Regions from separate parts of the Mus musculus genome. Here regions 1 and 3 are each linked to region 2. The links are chromatin contacts, called in public promoter capture Hi-C maps. All regions are on one chromosome and are shown on one strand. The core of a region is the stretch at or near the end of the contact, and the rest is flanking DNA. Distances in the headings are between cores, read along the strand shown.

Region 1 (3,605 bases), core at 164-2,663, 140 kb before region 2:
GTTTATTAGAGAAACTAATTAATAAAACACCCATCCCCCCCCCCAAACAGAGGAGTAAACAATTCAGGAGACCGAGAAGCTAGACTTTAGGGGAAGACTTCCTGTGTAAGCCTTGCTGCTAACAGCCCTAGGTTTCTTGTTTTCAATAGATCATTTGGATTTTAAAACTAGCACACAGAAAGATAAGTTATAATCCATAATTTGAGAGAGCTTTATCATCAAGTGCTCAGAACACTACGAAAACAGGGTGGTTTGTTTAATCTTCAATCCTGGGCATCAAACTCGGGGCCCTGTTTATACCAGGCCAGTGCCCACCTGTGAGCTATCTGTTTGGTCTGGAGCTCTCTGGACTGGGTCTCACCATTTAGCTAAGGCTGGCATTGGTATTGCAAAGTTGGCACAAACTCCAGATCCTCCTGCCTCAGCCTACTGAATGCTGGCATTGGCAGATGTGTGCCAGTGCACCCAGAGAAAAGCAGATTCCTAAAATAAAACCTGCACAGCAGACACAACTGAGAGTGGGCGCACTCTAATCAGGGTGGGGGGAAGGAGGCTCAGGAGCTCCGGGCCTCCTCTTAGGAGATGCACCAAACCAACAGAGGTGGGAAGGAGGTGGGTTGCTCCCGAGGAGAGAACTGCGGAAAGGACGTCCAGAACTGCTTGGTTTTGAGGCCTTTCATAACCGGCTGCCTTATGTTGCTGTAATTTCCAACACCACAGCAACAGCCTTCCGCTCCATTGGAGCTGGGCATTGCTGAGAACAGTAAGCTCGGCGGCTCAGAAGTGATCACTCTGATCCCTTACAGGAGACACCAAACTGACGATCAGGCGGAAACAACAGGATTACCAGCAGCTCCTACAGCCACACTGAACAGGAAGCAGTTCTAGGTGCAGGCAAAGCTGGATAAAGGAGCTCTAATTGGTTTTTAAAAGGGGGGCAGGGTGGGTAGAATATATAAATTCATGTCATTGAAAATCCCAAGGAGGCCCAGGCTTGCATTATTATTTTTACTCTCTTCCTATCATCCTTTTTTTAAATGACAATATGCCTCTGTTCTAGCTCCTCCAACAGAAGAATTTCTCTCCTAATTCCACCGACTCTGCAGTTGGCTGATGGTATAGCTGCTCTCACTGTCTACCTCTAAGCTGATCTCTATGGTCAACATGTCATTCTACTCTGATGTTGAGAACTGAGTCCACACTCATTTTGAGTCACAAGGAGAGAAAACAACACTTAAGCCCCCGGAGCTGAAAACAGGACAGGCTGGGCTGCCCACAGGATTGGGGACCACACAGTCTGCCCACAGGAGGACTGAGGCTGGGCTGCCCACAGGAGGAAGTGGGGCCGAAGCACAGGCAAGGTGAGGCCACTGGAGAGAGCAAGGCAGGCAGTTCAAGGAGAAATTAGATGTAGTCACCAGTGCACATGATCTGGAGAGGCTGGAGATGAAGTGAATGTCTGTGGACTCTAGACAGGGTGTCTGACTCATCTGTTCTCTGAAAGGTCAGAAATATGGGAGGGAGACAGATGGCTAGTGGATGCGAGGGTGAGTGGGAGTTTCAGAGACAGAGGCCAGGGGCTGTTGTCTATAGAAGTCTTTAGGGAAGGAAAGAACAACTTGCTGGGCCCAGATTCTGCCTGCTAGTTAACTGGATGAGGCGGCGTGCCCCACGCTGGGAGGACCGACATCAAGACTCTTCGCGTTTCTGTCCTCAAGGTCCCAAAAGAAGCTTGCAGCATAAATGCAAAGAGGGAAAGGGAAGAAAGAGTTCCTGACTCCCAGACTTTAGAGAGGGACAGGCAACGGTGAGGAGCTGACACTGTCATAAGCATCACGGAGGGGATGCCGGGAATGCCGGCGTCAGTCCAAGATCCAGAGAGGTTTTCCAGGGAAGGGGGTGCCGGAGTTCAGCTCTTTTAGGAAGCATTATGAAGAGATGAGGGGACAGGAAAGAGCCACACAGTTTCTTACTGGGCTCACCAGTGGGTCCCAGGGCCTCACACAGGAGCTTCTGAAAATGTTCACAGGCACCGCACAATTAGGCATCACTGGAGGTCACTGTAGCCCCAGGCTTGCTATGGTGTGGGAGAGAAATGGATGGAGTCAGCGGCAGAAACAAGGCAGGTGAAGAGAGACCCAAGAAAAGACAAAGAGAGTAGGTGGCTGCACAAGCAGATTCGAGGAAAAGGTGGGAGTTTGGGGACGCCCCCACTTTCCAGGGCACACCTATTGCAGAGCCCATTTCTACCCTTCCAGCCTAGAATGCCTCCCCACATCACCCGAGCCTGTTGCAGCCAGCAGAAACAGGCAAGGTAACAAAACGCAACACAAGCAGATAAGAACCTGGGGAAAAACAGTCACTTCTGAAATACCACAGCTTTTCTTTCAGAGACAGGCGATTAAAAATAAGGCGGAAAAGAATACCCCAAACCACGGACAGTGAGCGTCCAAAGTGGCAAAGTCTGTGTATAACACTGCCCTCTGCTGGCCATAGCTGGACCTGCAGCTGAATGGCAGAGGCACCTGGTGAATTGGGCTTTGAGTCACCTGTCCTGCTCTTAAGAAAGAACTGATTCCGCAGCTTTGGCTTGTAAAGTTTCTAGTTGACTGTTCTAATAAGGTTTCTAAAAACCTTAAGGGAATCGATGAGGGTTTGTTTGTTTTGCATTTTGATGTACGTGTAATGGTCACAGTCGCTTAGAGATGGGCTATAACCATAGAACAGTCTCCTAGAATTAACTAACTTTCAAATAATGTCTGATAATTCCATGAAGGTAACAGTAATGAACGACATGAATAGCATGTGTATTCATTGGCATCCTCTGTACATTACATTAAATTTTATATGTGTGTGCAGGTGACATATGAGGGGGGAAAGAGAGAGAGAGAGAGAGAGAGAGAGAGAGAGAGAGAGAGAGAGAGAGAGAGAATGAATATCATTCCACAGGCACAGTCCACCTTTCTACCTTTCTAATACTTTTTAAGACAGGTTCTCTTACTCACTGGCCTGGAGCTTGACAATTAAGCTTTGAGGACTGGCCAACCAGCCCCAGGGGCCCACTTGTTTTTATGTCCCCAGCTCTTAGATTATGGGTACCAAGTCCACCCTGTGGAGGGGAGAGCAGAGATTCCGATGGCCAGCTGCCCATCTCCACTATCTCTCCAGTATAAGATGGTTCACTGCTCTCTGGATCAGCTATCCCAAGGGCCTGTCAGCATTGAGTCCTCTGTGAGATTCTTTTGTTGCTGATGAAGAACTTCTGTTTCCTCCGTCTTATTTAAACCACAGGGTGATCAATGTCACGGGGCGCACAGAGCCCTGACCCGTGTCTCACGATGTGTTGACACATGAGAGTTTCTTTCACTCTATCTTGTAGTTGGTTGTGACAGGCTTGTCCTTCCAGAGGTTGCAGGAAGTCCTCTTTGCTTCCCCGTATTCTTTCATCCGGGTCTTTATTAATAAGGGGCTGTCATCACTAATATCACCAAATTTTCACTTTGGGTCAGCTTAAAATAGCTCAAGTTTTCTTTTTATTGTGAAATAGTCCTACAGAAAGGAAAGTGACACAGAGAGATAGACACAAGATTTAACATAGCAGCATT
Region 2 (3,169 bases), core at 315-2,814:
GTGCTTTTTTAAAGTAGAAATACAAAACTCAGTATTCAACTCAGTGGTAGAACGCTTGCCTACCAGTGACTACAAGGTCCCGTATTCAAATCTCAGCATAAAACCAAACCAAACCAAACAATAACAACAAAAGTGATCAAATAAAATAGTTGCCATATGATGGGAACTCGGGTGTCACACTTAGCATGAAATGTATAGTAACAACAGGACTAAAGTGATAACATTATCAACAAGAATAAGTCTGAATAACTAAATTGAATCTTATATCCTTTTCAAGAAATTCACAATAAATACATTACATATACTTCATTAAACTTCCAGATCACAGTAAAATAAAATGCATGCCTTTCAGCACCAGTAAGCAAGTCTTTGTTTCTCTATTGTCAAGATCCAGGCATTCCCAGTTGCCCCAAAAATTAAAATCACCTTATAGTGAACTAAAAATAAGTCATACAGGATGCCAGGTGTAATTGTCACACCCACAATTCTAGCATTTAAAGCCAGTCTGTGCTGCACAGTGGCAGCATAGATTAGCATGTAACCCAGTCTGAAATAACAATAATAATAATAATAATAATAATAATAATGAGTAACATGCAGAAAACTACCTACTTCTTCTAAAGGAGCTACCCACCTGTTTTCTTAGAAAGTTTAGAATTTTTGCAGGCTTAGAAACAATGCTGTCTTCAGTTGTCAAAATTGGTACATCACCTATAATCAAAAACAATTTACACACAAGCAAACACCGTGATTTATTCTGAAGATTACAATGCCTTAAAAACTACACCAGTTGGCACATGGAAGAGTATGGGTATAAACTTCTGTGGGCTTTACAAAGGGCAGCACTAAAAAACATTTTCGTCTCTCCAATTTTCCAGGTTTGTCTTGTACCTTTAGTTCTTACTCGAAATGACCAAACACAACCAACACACAGCCAAGGTCATTCTAAGAAGCTAAGACGCCCCAAGTACTCTTGGGCTATATGGCTGTAATGCAGAAAGGGATGCAACTGTTGAAAAGGGCAGAGAGGGGGGCGTTTGAAAGCTTATACTGTACCTCTTGACCCTCTCCAGGTGTTATCTATAATATTGATTTTCAAGGGCGCGCCAGAAAACTTGGCATAAGCCTGAAACAGAGTTTGCAATAAGAGATTTTAGACACTGAGAGCAGGCTTGCAAGGTCTGCAGCACGGCTCTGACTGATGCACCCTCAAAGGCAGCCTGAGGCTGCCCACGCCCCTCCCCCGTCCGCCATCGGGGACGCGCAGGCTCCCCGCTCCTGGGGACCTCGGATGCAGGAGGCAGGGCCTGAGGTTGCGGGGCCGCGTGTGTGCTTCTCCAACTGCAGGAACAGCGCCGCCGGGCCGCCGGGACCTGACGCTTGCAAGCGGCCCGCCGGTCTCCAGCGGAGCCCGCGGCTAGCCAGCCCAGTCCTCCCGCGCCCTGGCCCGCGAGGCGGCCTCACCAGCACCACCAAGGACTCGCTGTGGACCGAAGGGAGACCCCAGCCTCCTCCCCAGCAGCTGAGCTCCATGGGGGCCGCCATCTTGCCGGGGCTGACCTCTGTCACCCGGAAGTACTCGTACCGCCCACTCTCCAGCACGTGGAATGGAGGGGGGCGGGACGAGGAGCTGGGACTGACTCCTTGGGGCTTTGGACAGAGTCAGAAAGGACAGCAGCAGGCCTTTGAGAGAAGGTTTAGCAACCAGACTAGGAGCTGTGCCGGAAGGGAAACAGACCTCCTAAGAGTCCTCCAAGTATTTATTGCATTCAGTATTAATGTACAACAAAACTTGAAAGCATCACTATGGTATATATAAATCTGTACAAAAGTAGTTTAAACTGACATGGAGGTCGTCGGTACAAGTTTGCGATGTTCAGTCATTGTGATGGTCCTTTGCCTGCCTGCCTTTCCAGTCTCAATTTCAGTTGGCATTCTTATGTTAATGTGATTCAACCTCATTCAAAATTAACCCTGTTCCTAAGTTTTTAACAGGGGACTCCAACGTGCACACTCCTTTAATTCAGAATGGCTTTCCTCTCTAGTGGCTCTCCCCAAACTAAGTTTAGTGTGGCTGGAGAGGTTGCTCAGTTAAGAGCAGTTTTTGAAGACTTGTCTTGGTTCCCCCAACCTACGCTGTGTTCACAGTCATTTTACTCCAGTTCTTTGAGACCTGAGTCCCTCTTCTGGCCTGTACCGGCACTAGCCCTTCACGTGGTGCATACGTGCAGGCAAAGCACACACATAAAAAGATTTTTTTTTTTTGAGTTAAACTTAGCTTTTTCAAAATCATGAATTTCTTCCAGCTTCCTGAGGCTCCCTGTATGCACTTGAATTTTGAATTTTGCTTCTGTCCATATTCACAGGCCTTTTGCCATCCACTCTACAGAAGCTCTTTGTGGCTTCCTAGGTGTGGGGCCAGTGAAGACACAGAAGGTCTTGTGTTTAGAAAGGCTCTTCATTCACGTCATGTTCTGCTATCACTCTCTTGAGGTCATAATCTTGGTGCAAAGGGCTCTGCACTTTTATTTTAGACTAAGCATTGTAAGTCATTCAGCCAGTCTTGTCTTTGGACCTAATGGGCATGCACTAAATATTAATTTCTCAGAAAAACCATTAAAGAAAAAACTTGGCAATGTGGAGATTTGGGCATACTGTTTGGATCTCAGAATCAGGACCTGGGAGCTGTGTGATTTTTATAGACAGAACAATAGTCTTTCTGGAACAGCCCTTTTGATACATCTTTGGGTTTTCTATTTTCCTCTATCACAAGAAGATGCTAGGGTCCCCTTCAATTGAAACCTATTGCCGTAACAATAATATTCAGCAACATTTTCTAGGCATTTTTCTGCACAGTAAGGGGGCAACTCTCCAAAATTACAGTTCTGATTTCCTAAAGTCTTTTTTAAATATTTTGCCTCAAAAATAGTATATCTCAAAAATGGAAAGAAAAGACATTCCAATCCTAAAAGTCCATTAGTCACACTTTTTAAGTAGGAAATGCTTAGCAAATGTATAGTTGAAACTAAACAACACATTTATTGAGCAGAGAGTACATCTGAGGTACTAGGAGGCTCTGGAAGAATACATAGATGGATGTGGAGTGTCTCCTTAGGAATGTATAGTCTACAAACCAGACATTACACATAGGTAAATATAAAAAGCCATT
Region 3 (3,547 bases), core at 999-3,498, 250 kb before region 2:
CTGAGCCCATAGTCCACAGAGAGGAGGAGCATGCGCCTGAGCCCATAGTCCACAGAGAGGAGGAGCATGCGCCTGAATCCATAGTCCACAGAGAGGAGGAGCATGCGCCTGAGTCCATAGTTCAAAGAGAGGAGGAGCATGCGCCTGAGCCTGAGTCCATAGTCCACAGAGAGGAGGAGCATGCGCCTGGGCCTGTGCCCATAGTCCACAGAGAGGAGGAGCATGTGCCTGAGCTTGAGTCCATAGTCCACAGAGGGGAGGAGCATGCGCCTGAGCCCATAGTCCACAGAGATGAGGGGCATGCACCGGAGCCCATAGTCCACAGAGAGGAGGAGCATGTGCCTGAGCCCATAGTCCACAGAGATGAGGGGCATGCACCTGAGCCCATAGTTCACAGAGAGGAGGAGCATGTGCCTGAGCCTGAGTCCATAGTCCACAGAGAGGAGGAGCATGCGCCTGAACCCATGGTTCTTAGAAAGGCACAACTAGAGAGGGGAGTGGAAACTTCTACGCCAATCACGGATACCACTGAACCCGAAGATTCTAGTCTAGAAGAAGAGATCATAGAACTTGATTACCCGGAAAGTCCTTTAGCTTCTAAGGAGACTTCCCCATCGCCTTTGTCCCCTGAAGTAGAGCACAGAAAAGAGCCCATTCTACCAACACAGATGACATTCACACCTGAACGTATCACTTTGTCCGAGGAAGAAAGAGAAGAAAACGAGTCTGTTTCTACCGATTCTGCTTTTGTATCTGAGTATTCAGTCCTACAGGATTTGAACCATACACCAGAGAAGCTGGAAGTAGAGGCAGTTTCTGTATCTGATGTGAAATCTAGCAATGAACCTGCAGTCTTTTCAGAGGACGACGAGGAACGTGAGTCTTATTCCCCAGCTATGACCTCTGTATCTGAGCAGTCTCTTTCTCCATCCACCACTGAGAAGACATCTGCCATCCAGTCCCCACTCTTTTCAACAGTTTCACCAGTCCTGTCTGGAGATGAGGCCTCAGAGAGCGTGTGTCACTCACCAGAATCTGAATCTGCGGCTGAGTATTCTGTTCCAGCACATGCGCAAGAGTTGCTGTTGAAAACAGGTGACCACAAGCTCCCATTAAAGTCCCAACGTGTTTCTGAGCCCATCATTCAGGCAGAAGATGAGAAAGAAGATATTGGGCTACTTCCCCCAGCAGCACTGAGCCAGGCAGTTCTATCGGAAGATGAGAGTCTAGGAAGTGGAAGTTTCGCATCAGATTCAAAGCTGCCATTTAAACCCTCGGTTTCACAAAATGCAACACGGGAATCCCCCCAAAAAACAATAGATGACATGCCCCAATTCAAACCAAGAGGCCTTTCTGATCCTGCAACCCTGTTAGAAGAAGAAAAGGAAGCCATTGGAGTTGGGCTATCTTCATCCAATGAGGTCTCTGCAGTGGAATGCGCTCTCCCCCCACAAACCACTGAGCTGCTTTCTGAAAGCCATGCCCCACCTCCCTGGGCCATCTCATCCGAACAAGTGGTCCAATCAGAAGAAGGGAGCAGAGACCAGCAGCGGGGCTCATTCTCTTCCACACCAGAGCTTGGCCACACATCTCCTCTGCTTCTAAAGGGTGCCTCCTCACCCACAGGTCTATCAGAGCAAGGGCAGGAAGAGGACAATATTGGGCCCCTTTCCCCTGATTCTGCATTTGCGTCAGAATTCTCATTCTCACCCTATCCGACTCAGGAACTAGAGAAGAGAGAGCTGGGGCGGGATTCTCCACTGTGCTTAACGTCCCCCTCTGAGCAGACTGTTCTGTCTGATGAGGACACGGAAGAGGCTGACCTCTTTTCTCCGGATTCAGCATCACAGGTGTCAATCCCACCATACCGAATCGCAGAAACAGAGCAAAACAAGGTCGAGCCAGACGAATTACTACCTAGGAGGTCTGCTCCAGACTATCCCTACTTCTCAGAGGCAGATGAAGAAGAGGCGGGGTCCTCAGTGGTCACGCCTGTGCCTGAGCATTCTGAGCCATCGCAGGAGCGGGAGGAGTCTTCCCCTTGTAGGCCTGTGTTCGAAGATCTGAGCCTGCTACCTTCGGCAGATAAGACCGGCCAAGCAGAAACTATGTCAGATGTTCCAACAATTTCAACCTCTGTGTCTGAATATCTCATCCTGGCACAGCAGGAGAAAACTCAGGCATCTTTGGAGCCTGAGGCTGAAGATTTGGTACCACCACCAACCAGTGGATGGGAGAAGAGAGATGCAAAGAGTAGTCTGCCAGCAGTTACAATAGCAGCTTCCTCTTCTGCACTCTCATCAGTGGTAAAGGAAGAAACCACATCCGTTTTGCCCACCTCTCAGCCCTCAGTTTCACCCGAGTCAACCTGTGTGCTTAAGCCAGAGCAGGAGCCCACAGCACCTCTCACTCTAACAAGTGCAGATGAACAGATGGCTTTGCCCAGAGTCGGAAGGGAAAAAGCTGTGCTGGATTCTCAAGAAGCGACAGCACACAAATCGCAGGATCAGACACCAGAGCCTCGGCTCCCAAATGTTCCAGGGTCTGGGATGAAATATTCAGTTTTGTCTGACTTGGGAGATGAGCCAAAGGCGGATGTCAAACTCAATTTAGCTCCAACTGTGACTTCTGAACTAGAACAGAGAATGTTGTCAAAGAATGAGCCTGAAGTGGCAAAACCACACTCACCTCCAGAGGAAACATCTATTTCTGGACCTAAGGTTTTATCTGCAGTGAAAACGGAAGTGAAACAGGAGTCCAAAATAACCAGGGAACTTCCTGCGGCTTCATCGGGGAGAGAGAGGGGAGCAGAACACAGTCCACCTGCACCACCTGCACTTCCAGCATTGATGGAAGAGATGGGGAAAGACACAGAAGCCAGCTCTTCTGCCACCACAGTGCCAGTAACTAAGCTTGATTCAAATTCAACTAAATTAGGCAGGGATGAAGTCCTGACAGATCCATCTCTTGCCAGCCCTGTGGAACACCCAGGCTTAAAGGGAGTAGGGAAGAGCGAGTTAGGCAGTGGTTTGCCTTTGCCCAGCATGTCTACCTCAGAGGTGTTAAGGCCTGAACCCAAACTTCCTGTCAACTCAGGGGTTGAGGTAGAGAGAGAAGACAACGAGCCACCTCCATTGCAAGTGTCACCCACATCCAAACCCACGGTGCCAAATGACAAACACGAGGAGATAACAAGGTCTCCTGATTCTGAAAATGTAGTTTCAGATGATTTAGCTCCAACATTACTGGCCCTCAGACATGAGATGAACAGGCAAGCAGAGGAGACATCTTCTCCAGTGCCGGGGAGTTTCCTGTCAGGAGAGCAAGAGCTTATAAAGCTCCCCCCAGAGCCTGAGAAGCACAAACAGTTATCAGAAGTACCAACTGCTGGGTCAGAACTCATTGATAGTAGAGATAGAGATAGATCCTTAGGTATAGAACCAGTAAAACCCATCGGAACGGAACCAGGGCCTTCTATCTTAGAAAAGGGCCCCGCTGAGCTTCAGAGAAGAGGAAAAGAACAAGAAGAAAACAGGAAGCTTCCTGT

What was found. Promoter capture Hi-C pulls out the DNA fragments that hold promoters and counts their contacts.
Region 1: a promoter capture Hi-C map of hippocampal neurons shows a contact between it and region 2, with 2.8 times the contacts expected there. The contact joins the enhancer-like site here to the promoter of Mtx3 in region 2. A contact is called at or near these places in 8 of 39 promoter capture datasets (the 3T3-L1 cell line, the C10 cell line, hippocampal neurons and 3 more), 4 of 484 Hi-C or Micro-C datasets (brain, cerebellar granule neurons, cerebral cortex and 1 more) and 1 of 115 datasets of contacts at active chromatin or transcription factors (cardiomyocytes).
Region 3: a contact with region 2 is called in a promoter capture Hi-C map of pre-B cells, with 6 times the contacts expected there. The contact joins the promoter of A630019I02Rik here to the promoter of Mtx3 in region 2. A contact is called at or near these places in 15 of 39 promoter capture datasets (the 3T3-L1 cell line, the C10 cell line, the HPC-7 cell line and 10 more) and 1 of 115 datasets of contacts at active chromatin or transcription factors (memory CD8 T cells).

Annotation. Positions count from the first base shown.
Region 1 is chr13:92,985,784-92,989,388 of GRCm38.p6, reverse strand. No RefSeq gene overlaps it. Among named protein-coding and RNA genes, the nearest start is that of Gm41019, 18 kb to the left of the region's middle. Within about 2 kb of position 1,413, at least 40 of the 459 cell types and tissues checked have an H3K27ac peak or open chromatin away from gene starts, as enhancers often do. A contact at or near this core is called in brain, cerebral cortex, forebrain and 1 more, where this site is marked.
Region 2 is chr13:92,843,163-92,846,331 of GRCm38.p6, reverse strand. Mtx3 (metaxin 3) reads right to left here and starts at 1,564. Exons shown (of 9, transcript NM_001162945.2): 1 at 1,465-1,564; 2 at 1,057-1,126; 3 at 635-711. The coding sequence starts at 1,545.
Region 3 is chr13:93,093,534-93,097,080 of GRCm38.p6, reverse strand. A630019I02Rik (RIKEN cDNA A630019I02 gene) reads right to left here and starts at 2,248. Exons shown (of 4, transcript NR_046182.1): 1 at 1,918-2,248; 2 at 1,342-1,367; 3 at 1,030-1,226; 4 at 1-548. Cmya5 (cardiomyopathy associated 5) reads left to right here. Exons shown (of 13, transcript NM_023821.3): 2 at 1-3,547.